Regions from separate parts of the Sus scrofa genome. Here region 2 is linked to region 1. Evidence: chromatin contacts called from public HiChIP or PLAC-seq data. All regions are on one chromosome and are shown on one strand. The core of a region is the stretch at or near the end of the contact, and the rest is flanking DNA. Distances in the headings are between cores, read along the strand shown. Region 1 overlaps DSE (dermatan-sulfate epimerase). Region 2 overlaps TRAPPC3L (trafficking protein particle complex subunit 3-like protein).

The links. HiChIP or PLAC-seq counts read pairs in DNA pulled down with a chosen protein or histone mark.
Region 2: an H3K27ac HiChIP or PLAC-seq map of alveolar macrophages shows a contact between it and region 1. The contact joins two enhancer-like sites. A contact is called at or near these places in 1 of 47 Hi-C or Micro-C datasets (embryonic fibroblasts) and 1 of 2 datasets of contacts at active chromatin or transcription factors (alveolar macrophages).

What each region holds. Positions count from the first base shown.
Region 1 is chr1:81,999,015-82,004,767 of Sscrofa11.1, forward strand. All of the region lies in intron 1 of DSE (dermatan-sulfate epimerase), which reads left to right. Among named protein-coding and RNA genes, the nearest start is that of DSE, 5.0 kb to the left of the region's middle. Within about 2 kb of position 3,532, at least 3 of the 83 cell types and tissues checked have an H3K27ac peak or open chromatin away from gene starts, as enhancers often do. A contact at or near this core is called in alveolar macrophages, where this site is marked.
Region 2 is chr1:82,128,584-82,134,336 of Sscrofa11.1, forward strand. All of the region lies in intron 3 of TRAPPC3L (trafficking protein particle complex subunit 3-like protein), which reads right to left. The region is part of intron 1 of FAM26D (protein FAM26D); the gene reads left to right. Among named protein-coding and RNA genes, the nearest start is that of TRAPPC3L, 14 kb to the right of the region's middle. Within about 2 kb of position 3,113, at least 8 of the 83 cell types and tissues checked have an H3K27ac peak or open chromatin away from gene starts, as enhancers often do. A contact at or near this core is called in alveolar macrophages, where this site is marked.

The DNA.
Region 1 (5,753 bases), core at 2,282-4,781:
GTGACCCTTCTCTGTGGGTTCAGCAAAAGGTGCAAGACAGTGCTAGCTGCTAAGGAGACACACAGAGGGGTTTAACTGCTCTTGCTCTCCGGAAGCTATTAATGTACAAAGGGAGAAACCATAAATTAGCAACACCTGGGAGTTTGAGCTTGGGCAGCTCCTTTTTCTGCGATTGATGTACTATGTCCCTATCAGTTTCATCAAGTTTTCCTTAAATACAGTGGCCTGCATGGTACATTTAAATATTGATAGTACAGTTACCAAGTAAGATGGGATTCTTGAAAAAAGAAAAAAGAACTTAGATAAAGAGGGAAATTTGCAGCAGAACACAGTATAGACCTTTGTCACCGTGGGGATTATTAGGACCTTCGTGGTCCTGCCGGGTAGAATCTGTTTGGAATTCCTCCCTCTGAGATTAGGGGACTGGCTATTTATTACAAGACACTAGGTAAAAAGTTAGGTTTGCCACATTAGGGCAGAACCATCCTAGTGCCTCATGTTTGTGTGTGCATCTGCTTTAGTGTTTATAAAATTAGTCTGCAAATTAGCTATTGACAGGTTTTCAGTGAGATTTGTTGTCCAGTCCAATATCCTTGAGAGGGCCTAGTGATCATCCAGGAGGTAAAATTCTTAACTTCACTGATGTTGCCTCCTCCTTCCCAATACCTCAATCTAAAGATGTTCTTTTAGTTTCTGAAATAGTGTTTAAAGACCATAGATGAAAAGGCATTCTGCAACTCAACAATAAAATCTTTTGTTTATACATTTCTTAATCTACTATTTTTGTAGTAGAATATTCTGGTACTTATTTCTGTTTGGCTTGGATTACACTGTGTTGCATAAAAGGAATTACATGATTTCTACTCAATATTATGATTTTAGCAAATGATGGGAGAGCAATAAAGATACAATGTTTAAATTGGGGTTTTAATATATCAGTAACTTCAGTAAAGAAATTGGTAGAAAACTAGCATTTTGTAGTTGCAGTATGTATTAAAAATTACTTAATCATTAGCATGTTTGAGTCCTAAATACAGTAAATATTCTTATTCTTTTTCACCCTCCTCCCCCATTAAAAAAAAGGAAGAGATACTGTTAATGTCCTGGGAAGTGTTTGTGGCAGGTCTTGGGGAAATTGAAAACCTCTGATAGAGGGAAGTTTATCATGATAGTGGATACTTTTATTCCATTTATTGAGACGGGCTGGATCTTTACTGCTATGAAGGCATGGGTAGGGCAGAGAGTCCATGCCCCAAAACGCTGGATACAGTTGCTGAAAAATGCATCCAATCAGAGGACAGACCAGTTCTTATTACTGTATTACATACCTTAGAATTTTCTCATTTTGGAATTAACATTATCTTCCCCTACAGTGGTTTGTAGAATAAAACTCTTTGGGGGTCACCAGATTACCAGTAGCTATTTTTTTGTTGGTTTGGGGTTTTTTGCTTTCTTTAGGGCTGCACCTGCAGCATATGGAAGTTCCTAACCAGGGGTCGAATCAGAGATACAGTTGCTGTCCTACACCACAGCTACACCAGATCCAAGCCGCGCCTTTGACCTACACCTCCGCTCACAGCAACGCCCAGATCCTTAACCCACTGAACAGGGCCAGGGATCAAACCTGCATCCTCATGAATCCTAGTCGAGTTCATTAACCACTGAGCTGCAAAGGGAACTCCACCAGTAGCTATTTGGATGACACAATGCAATCCTCTAAACCTAGAGTCAGTGCCCCACATGGCATTTAGGCCAGTGCATAAGCCCAGAGTACCAAAAAGAGAAGTTATTTTCCAGTGAAATTCATATGGTGAATTAAGGACAGAATGGGAAGTCGAGATTAAAGCCCTAGATTCCAGAGGCACTGATGCTAATAGTTTGCTATTTGCTGATAGCAATAATTAGAAATGGATGAATTTCAGAAAGTCTTGTCAACACTAAAGCCAAACTCTAATAGCAAATTCTTTTTTAAAAATTAAACGTTGAATCATGTGTATAATATTTTAATTAATTTTTCTTTAAAGAAAATCTTTCCATATATGTTAGTAAATAAATGCAGTCCTAGGTTCTGACCCATCTAACTTTAGTGTTTCACAGCTTCTAGTTACATATGAAAAAGTGGTTTGGTTAGGGGATGGTGGAGAGAGATTGCAGGAAAGAATCATACTAGAAAGAAAAGTAGAAAGTGTTGGGTTGGAATAAAGAGGGGCCATTAGGAAACTCTTGCTTATGAATTCGTATGCATTTAGACAGCTGAAGGAAGGAGTCTTAGCTCATACAGCTACATGAACGCTTGCATTTTAAAACTGCCTAGTAATTTAACATTCTTTTTCAAATAATTCTAATATTTTGATATTTTAGCCTAGGAAATGGAGAGTGATATGGAGCAGGTGTCTTATACTCATTTTAGGGGTATAGAAATGGAAATACTGTGAAGGTAAGAGAAAACTTGTCTATCATTTACAAATAATTAGTGCCTACCTTATGTATGAGGTGAACCTAAATAGCATATTTAATTCTACTCTGCTCCATTCATGTTGTTAAAGATGCCCACATTTCATTTTCCTACAGATCTAATTTATTATCCCTTTTACTACTCATTACGGCCCATGAACTGTCAGCTGCCTGGAATGTTTATGTGCTTCCCAGGCTTCTGTAAATGGACTGTTGTACAGACCAAAGCTACCACCTCCCACTCTGCCTGTCTCTTCTCATCCTCATCAGGATTCCATCATGAGGCCTCTTCTAAGTCCCAGGGGTCCTAGTTGGCTTCAGGTCTTTGGTGCTTTACCAGGAAACTTGTTGCTTCCTTCTGCATGTCTGTGTATTTCAAAATCTCCAATCTATGGAGTGTGTGGATTTCAGGTCCTCTGTCAAATGTCTAGCAGAGTATAAACCTGCAGGAGGTGGGTGTTCAGAGTTAATTGAAGATCACACACACACGAAAAAGAAGTATGGTTTTACTTTGGAAAGAGAAGAACAGATTGTTAAGGGCTTCTTGAATGGAGTGGTGGGTTCAGTCCTTAATTCCAAATGACACTGAATTTTCATGTGCTTTAAGATTACCCTGGATTTCCTTCTAGGTTTTTTTTTTGTTTGTTTGTTTGTTTTTGCTTTTTAGGACTGCACCCATAGCACATGGAGGTTCCCTGGCTAGGGGTTGAATCAGAGCTGTAGCTGTTGGCCTACACCACAGCCACAGCAACACCAGATCTGAGCTGAGTCTGTGACCTACACCACAGCTCAAGGCAACGCCGGATCCCCAACCTACTGAGCCAGGCCAGGGATCGAACCCTCATGGATACTAGTTAGGTTCATTAACTACTGAGCCACGAAGGGAACTTCCTCCTTTTAGTTGTTTCAACTCCCTTGGGATATTCCATAAACACAGCCTTGGTAAGTGTTGTCATCTGATGTTAGTAAACAATTTCTGAAAGAACAGGATTTGCCTCTTGAGTAATATGGAGTAAACATCCTGATAATAAGCATGACTTTAGCATTTTTCTCATGTGTAACAAACTTAGCTCATGAGCAACAGGCATTTAATGCAAGCAGAAGTTATACCACAACCAAGTTGACTCAGCATTTCATAGCTCTTAAAAGGAATTTGTAAAGGAAATGGGCTCACCAAGCTTGTGGGTCTATAATATTTTTATTAATGAAGTACACAGGCAATATAGTGGCTTTACTGTTGGAGTCTAATGGCTATTGCCAAAAAAAAAAAAAAGGAGGGGGGGACATTTCTTAGCAATTCCTGAGGTGGGAGTTAGCAACATGAGGTTAGATATATAAATTTTAGTGTAAAATGTTAGTAACTGCAGATGATGTTGTGAAATTACTCATTTAAAGAAATAACAGACTACAAGTTGACACCTTCATTTAGAGTATTCCTTTACATTGTATTGAAAGTGTTATTGCTTTTTTTTGGTCTTTTTGTTTTTTAGGGCTGCACTGGTGGCATATGGAGGTTCCCAGGCAAGGGGTCGAATCAGAGCTGTAGCCACTGGCCTGTGCCAGAGCCACAGCAACACAGGACCTGAGCTCCCATCTGTGACCTACACCACAGCTCCTGGCAATGCCAGATCCTTAACCCACTATTCGAGGCCGGGATCAAACCCCAGTCCTCATGGATGCTAGTTGCGTTCGTTAACCACTGAACCAAGACGGGAACTCCAGGTTATTGCATTTCTAAAGTAAGCTCACATCCAGAAAGTTGGATCAGTGATAAGAAACTCAAGATTGCATGATACAAATCATCAGGTAGTTTAAAAATGTTGCAGGTCAAAGTGCACTCAAGACCTTGACACCCAGGAGCGCAGTAGTGAAGACGTCCTGACTGCAGGATAGCACTGCTTACCTTCTTTACAGTTCGGTCAGCTTTTCTTCTGGAAACAGTGCTGTGTTTTTGCTGTTTGGATGGATCTGAGGACAGACTATAAGTAAGGGATTTCTGGAATTCCACAAATTCTGGTCAAGAACTTTTCTTGGGGCCTTGGCAGTTGGATGATATCATTCTAGGAGCTACCAAGGGGGCCAGGCTCACTAGCCCCGTGGATAATCAAGCTGGGCCAGCTGGATTTAGGAATCACCTGCAGTGTTTACACTTCTCCCATGGGGTGGGGGGGGAGGGGGGTGGCAGGAAGGGAAACAGAGCCTGAAAGGGAATGTCGAACAGCTGTTTTCCATCTTCCCTGAAGAAAAAGAAGAGGAAATCGACTTACAGCAAGCATCAAGAGGGATTTATGCTAAATACAGGGAAGTTTTTCTGAATGTTTTAACCTTCAGAATGGCTTTATGAAGGAGGCCTTTGAGTTCTTGTCTGTTTAGAAAGGTTTAAGTGAGGTGGTCCAGCAGGGAGGTTAGTGTTTGTCTTCTGGGGTTCTAATTTCATGACTTCTGCTCATCTGGATTTGAACATCTTAGAAATTAAAAGTGACCTAGTTGTACGAATGTAGAAGAAATGACCAGTTTGGGTGTTGGAAATACAAGTTGTCTATAGTTTTGACTTCGTTCTTAGAACCAAGTATTTATGAACTACTTATATATTGATCTTATATAAGATTGCTTCAACCTTTCATTCTGGAAGCTCCTCTCCTCTGCTTAAGCTATATTCTCCCCAAATAGGTCACTTTTCTCCATATTTCTCTTTTATTTTAGAAAATTCTTAAAAAAGAAAAAAAAAAAGACTTGGCACCAGACTGTGGTGTTCCACTTGGACTTTTAGTAATATATTTTACATTTCTCTGCTCCATTTTTTATGGTAGAAGGAGACTGGCAACGTGGTCCCGTGAATGTATGGGGCATTCATTAGCTGTGTGGTCAAAACATACAGAGGTTGCCCATGTCAGAAAGAATCTGGAAACGTCTCTCATATTCCAGACTTCTTAGAGCAGTATTTTGGGTTAAAGTAATAATGGTATTTCAAGAAACAGAATGTGAACTTTGTTTCATTTTTGCATGGGAAGATAGAATCTCTGATAGAATTAGTTGGTGGTTTCAGGCCAGTGTTTTTTTTTTTTTTTTTTTTTCTCAGTAATAAACTCAGGCAGGACTTAAGATGTAATTGTCTTCAAAGCAGGTTCATATTGTTGCTGCAGAGGTGTTGGAAAATGCACACACAGCCAATACTGTGTCACTGGTTTTGGGGGATGCCAAGAAGTGGGCCCAACAAGGTCAGTGTCTTAGGCAATTGGAATTAAATGTTTCTACTTAGTTTTTTAGCCTGTAGTTTTAAAACGATGTTGAAGTGCTTT
Region 2 (5,753 bases), core at 1,863-4,362, 130 kb after region 1:
GTAAAATTGAGTGTCACAGACTGATTAAAACATTAAATTAAAATGCAGACTTCCGTTGCTCTATTTTCATAATAAAGATATTCTCAGTAAGGTTGGTCACGAGTTCTCTTACCTTTCCAAGTTTTCAATTTATATTATTCAAAGGAAAAAAATCTCATCTTTGCTTTCCAGAATTTCCGATAAGCACAATATATTGAGTTTCAGTTTTTTAACATAAGGATGAGAATTTCAAGTTTTACAAGTCTTTTTCTATTTGTAATATATGTTATTATCATATTTTTCTCTATTTAAAAAATTCATCTTATTGGGACAGTACCAATGATGTAATGTTTGTACTGAAAAATTATGGTTTCCTACTATGTCCCTCAGAGCAACCATCATAATGACATTGACCTGACAGTAAAAAATTTTCCCAGCTTTGATGAACCGAGTTTGTGTCAGGTCAAGTATTTGCAACCATTATCAGTAACTAGAAGGCATGGATGCTCTGAAGGAGTCTTTGGAAGCTACAATCAACACACTCACCTACTTATGATTATAGTTTCATGTCCAGAGGTTAGCTAGGGAAGCAGTACCTGGAAGATGGCTCCTCTAACAGATATGGCTCCTCTAATAGATACAGCGTTCAGATAAGATAAATGACTTGCTTAAGGTCACATCGTGGGAATGTGGCTGAGCAGGATGTGGACTCTTACATTTTAATCTACACTACATTGGACTGGTTAGACCACTGCTCTGAACCCAAAGAGAATCCAAGCTTCTTATGTGCAGCATATGGAAGTTCCCAGGCTAGGGGTTGAATCGGAGCTGCAGCCCCCAGCCTATACCATTGCCACAGCCACAGGCCACAGCAACGCTGGATTCGAGGCCCATCTGCGACCTACACCACAGCTCATTGCAACATGGATCTTTAACCTACTGAGCAAGGCCAGGGATGGAACCCTCATCCTCAGGCTTTTTTTTTTTTTTTCTTTTTCTTTTTACGGCCACACCTGCGGCATTTGGAGGTTCCCAGGCATGGTCTAATTGGAGGTACAGCTGCCGGCCTACAACACAACCACAGCAATGCCAGATCCGAGCCTCGTCTGCAACCTACGCCACAGTTCATGGGAACACTGGATCCTTAACCCACTGAGCCAGGCCAGGGATTGAACCCGAAATCTCATGGTTCCTAGTCTGATTCGTTTCTGATGCACCACGATGGGAACTCCCACCCGCATCTTCATGGATACCAGTCAGGTTCATTTCCACTGAGCCACAGTGGGAACTTCTAAATTACTTTTAAAAGCAACATTATAATATTTCTTATCAAGCCTCTCCTTTATGATTGTCTTAATGTAAATGATCAAGTTCATCTCCAATTAGCTTCTTCTAATAACAAAACTTTTATCATTAATTCATTTGGAAACCATGAAATATATTTTTGTGTAACTAAGGAGTTGCTTTTTTAGACCTTAAACCAGAGAGAAGTACAATTTTATTTTCTACTTGCTCTTATAATAAACATAAGGAATTATGCCTGTTAGGTTAAACTAATATTTCATTACTACAACTAAAATCAGTTATGGTAACTCTATCACAAATTCCACATTTTCATTTTTCTCAGAATGATGGTCATAGTAGGAAAAAAACCTTCAAAGGTATATTTTATTTTTTATTGAAGTATAGTTGATTTAATGTTGTGTTAGTTTCTAGAGCACAGCAGAGTGATTCAGTTGTGTGTGTATATATGCAGAGAGAGAGAGAGAGAGTTCTAGTTGAAGGTATATTTTATTTTGTCTTTTTGTCTTTTTTTGAGGGCCGCACCTGCAGCATATGGAGGTTCCCAGGCTAGGGGTCGAATCAGAGCTGTAGCCACCAGCCTATGCCATAGCCACAGAAATGCCAGATTAGAGCCTTGTCTGGGACCTACACCACAGCTCATGGCAACACCAGATCCTTAACCCACTGAGCAAGGCCAGGGATCAAACCCGCAACCTTATGGTTCCTAGTCGGATTCATTTCCACTGCGCCACAAGAGGAACTGCCTATTCAAAGGTATATTTTAAAGAAGCAATTATTTTTGGAAAAAGCACTGGAATAAGGTCAGGAGAAATCACTTCTAAGCTGGCTTTTCTTACTATGTGTTTTGGTGACGCCACCTAAGTCTCAGTTACATCATCAGTAAAATGGGGCTAATGAGAGATGCCTTTTTTTACTTCCCAAGCCTCTTGTAGTGGAAAAATAGATAATAGGTGGTAATTACTTTGCACTTTTCTGAAAAGGACTGTATTACTCATGTTTTTAAATGTCACCTGTTGCTGCATATCATATGCTATAATGCTGCTGACAATTTTTATAAATTTTGTCTTATTTAAAACTTATAGTTGGGGGAGTTCCCGTCGTGGTGCAGTGGTTAGCGAATCCGACTAGGAACCATGAGGTTGCGGGTTCGGTCCCTGCACTTGCTCAGTGGGTTAACGATCTGGCGTTGCCGTGAGCTGTGGTGTAGGTCGCAGACGTGGCTCAGATCCCGCGTTGCTGTGGCTCTGGCGTAGGCCGGTGGCTACAGCTCCGATTCGACCCCTAGCCTGGGAACCTCCATGTGCCATGGGAGCGGCCCAAGAAATAGCAAAAAGACAAAAAAAAAAAACAAAAAACCTATAGTTGGGGAGTTCCCACTGTGGCTCAGTGGAAACAAACCTGACTAGTATCCATGAGGATGACAGTTTGATCCCTGGCCCCACTCAGTAGGTTCAGGATCCAGTGTTGCCGGGAGCTGAGGTTTAGGTCACAGATGTCACTTGGATCTGCTGTTGCTATGGCTGTTGTGTAGGACAGCAGCTGCAGCTCCAATTTGACCCCTGGCCTGGGAACTTCCATATGCCGCACTTGCGGCCTTGAAAGACAAAATGAAACAAAACAAAAAAGACAAAATAAAATTTATAGTTGTACTTATGAGGCAATAACCACAAAAAGTAAACTTGCATATAAAATCACATTTTAAAATGCATACAGTTTAACATTGCAGGAAGTTAACTTCAGAATCATCCTATCTCTTTTTTATATAAAAGTAAGACTGACTAAAGACTTTTTGGATCCATAGCCTTTGTCATGAGATTTCTTTTCTAACCACTAGATGGTGCAACTTAAGGTTAAAGCAGGTCAAAGGAACTTGCCAGAAGCCTAGTGACAGAGTGACCATTTGCCCTGTGGAAAAGGCAAACGAGAGAGGGGCATGTCATTAATACCCGAAGTCACATACTTGTCTCCTCCCAGAGGCAGAGGAGTTTAGAGTAAGACCTGAAGTCAACAGATCTGTTCCTACCAGCAGTCTTTCACCAGTCAGCTCGTAAAAGAACCACTTCACTAATACAGGCATAGATTTCTTCACCTCGACAATTGCCTTCAAATGCATCCTCTTTCTCTCTTTCCTTCTCTGGAACCAGGAGAGCAATCATGACTGCTATGGAAACCGTATGTAGGTATACAGTAGGTACTCGGGAAGGGTGACAATGATGTTGTGTCAAAGTGCATGGTCTGAGAGAGCAGCCAAGCAAAAGCCACACCATTAGGTTCTGTTCCTTATTCTGCTATGCTCCATGGGCAGCATGGGACTATGCAGACTTCCTCTGACCTTGCCCCACTTTCCTCTAACACCAGCTCTGGAACTTTTTATACTTGCCTACTCCTCCAAGAGTTTACAGGGATTAATGAGATAATGCTATTGAAGGCCAGACCTTTTAATGGAAGCTAATAATTATAAGCAAAGCATCAGGGAGTGAGTGTATAACTAAGTCTCACCCTGTCTCTGTGTTTAAAATGCTCTAGAATTGGATGTTGCCATTCCCATACGTAAAGGATATTGTCAATGTTCCTGGAGAAGTGAAAATGATTAAGAGAGAGGAAATCAGGCCTTTGAAGGAAAGTAAAGCCAGGGGACAGCACCCTGCACAGGAGAAGGGTGAGGGTGACAGAATATTCTCTTCATGAATAAGCAGGAATCTTGTATAGGCGTGGAAGTGGATCTTTTTCTGGTTCACTGAGGACAGGACAAGAGAGAAGAATTTATACGACATCAGAAAGGTCAAAAAGACATGAAAAATTTAGAGAGGAGATATTTGGAAAGTGGGTGTTGTATATGTTCTTAGTTTTATATTAAACAGATCTGTTTCTTTTAAGCTTATTTTTTTTTTTTAAATATGAAATTCCCAGGCTAGGGATCAAATCAGAGCTACAGTTGCCGGCCTAAGCCACAGCCACAGCAACGTGGGATCTGAGCTGCATCTGCAACCCACACCACAGCTGACAGCAATGCCATATTCATGACCCACTGAGCGAGACAAGGGATTGAACCTGAATCCTCATGGATCCTAGTTAGGTTCATTTCCGCTGAACCATAATGGGAACTCTTAAGCTTTTTTTTTTTTTTTTAAATTGTGGTGGGAACACTTAGCATGAAACCTACCCTTTTAACAAATTTTTAAGTGTACAATACATTATAGTTAGCTTGTACAATGTTGTACAATAGACTTCTAGAACTCATTCATCTTGCTTAACTGAAATTTTATACCTGTTGATTAGTAACTCTGGAGATCAAAGCATGGATGCTCCCCTCCCCCAACCACTGGCAACCATCATTCTACTCTTTGAATCTATAAATTGAACTACTTTGGGTACCTCATATAAAGGAAATTATGCTGTATTCATCATTCTGTAACTGTATTACAGAATTTTTTTTTTTTTACCTTTTAGGGCCACACTTGTGGCATATGGAGGTTCCCATGCTAGGGGTCATAGCTGTCGGCCTACACCACAGCCACAGCAAGGCCAGATCCAAGCTACGTCTGCAACCTACACCACAGCTCATGGCAATGCTGGATCCTTAACCCACTGAGCAAGGCCAGGAGTCAAACCTGTGTCCTCATGCATACTAGTCAGGTTTGGTAACTCCTGAGCCATGAAGGGAACTCCGGGAATTTCTTTCTTTTTAAAAGACTAGATAATATGCTATTTATGTATTGACTACAATTTCTTGATCCATTCCTCCGTTGATCAATTTTTAGGTTGTTTCCACATCTTGAATAGTGTTGCAGTTGAATACAGGAGTGCTAATATCTTTTCAAGATCCTAATTTCAGTTCTTTTGAATAAATATCCAGAAGAGGAATTAGGTCATATGGTAATTATATTCTTAATGTTTTGAGAAACTTCCTTACTGTTTACCATAGTGGAAGCAACATTTTGTATTCCCATCAACAGTGTGCAAGGGTTCCAATTTCTCCACATCCTTAGCAACAGGTGAAAAAAAAAGTGGGGGGTCATTTTGACAAGCGTGAGCTGATATCTTTTTCTTTTTAATGGCTGTACTTGTGGCGTATGGGCTAGGGGTCAAATCGGAGCTGCAGCTGCCAGCCTATGCCACAGCCACAGTAACACTGATTCATCGCATTTGCAACCTACACCACAGCTCCCCACAATGCCAGATCCTTTAACTCACTCTTCGAGGCCAGTGATCAAACCTGTATCTTCATGGATACTAGTCAGGTTCTTAACCTGCTGAGCCACAATGGGAACTCCTGAGCTGATATCTTACTGTGGTTTTGATTTGTATTTCCCTGATGATTAGTGACTGTGAGCATTTTTTCATATCCCAGTTGGCCATTTGTATGTTTTCTTCGGAGAAATATTCTTAGTCTCCTTCTTAATTAGATTATTAGTTTAACTAGCGTTATAGGAATTCCTTATGCATTTTGGAAATCAGTCCCCTCTCAG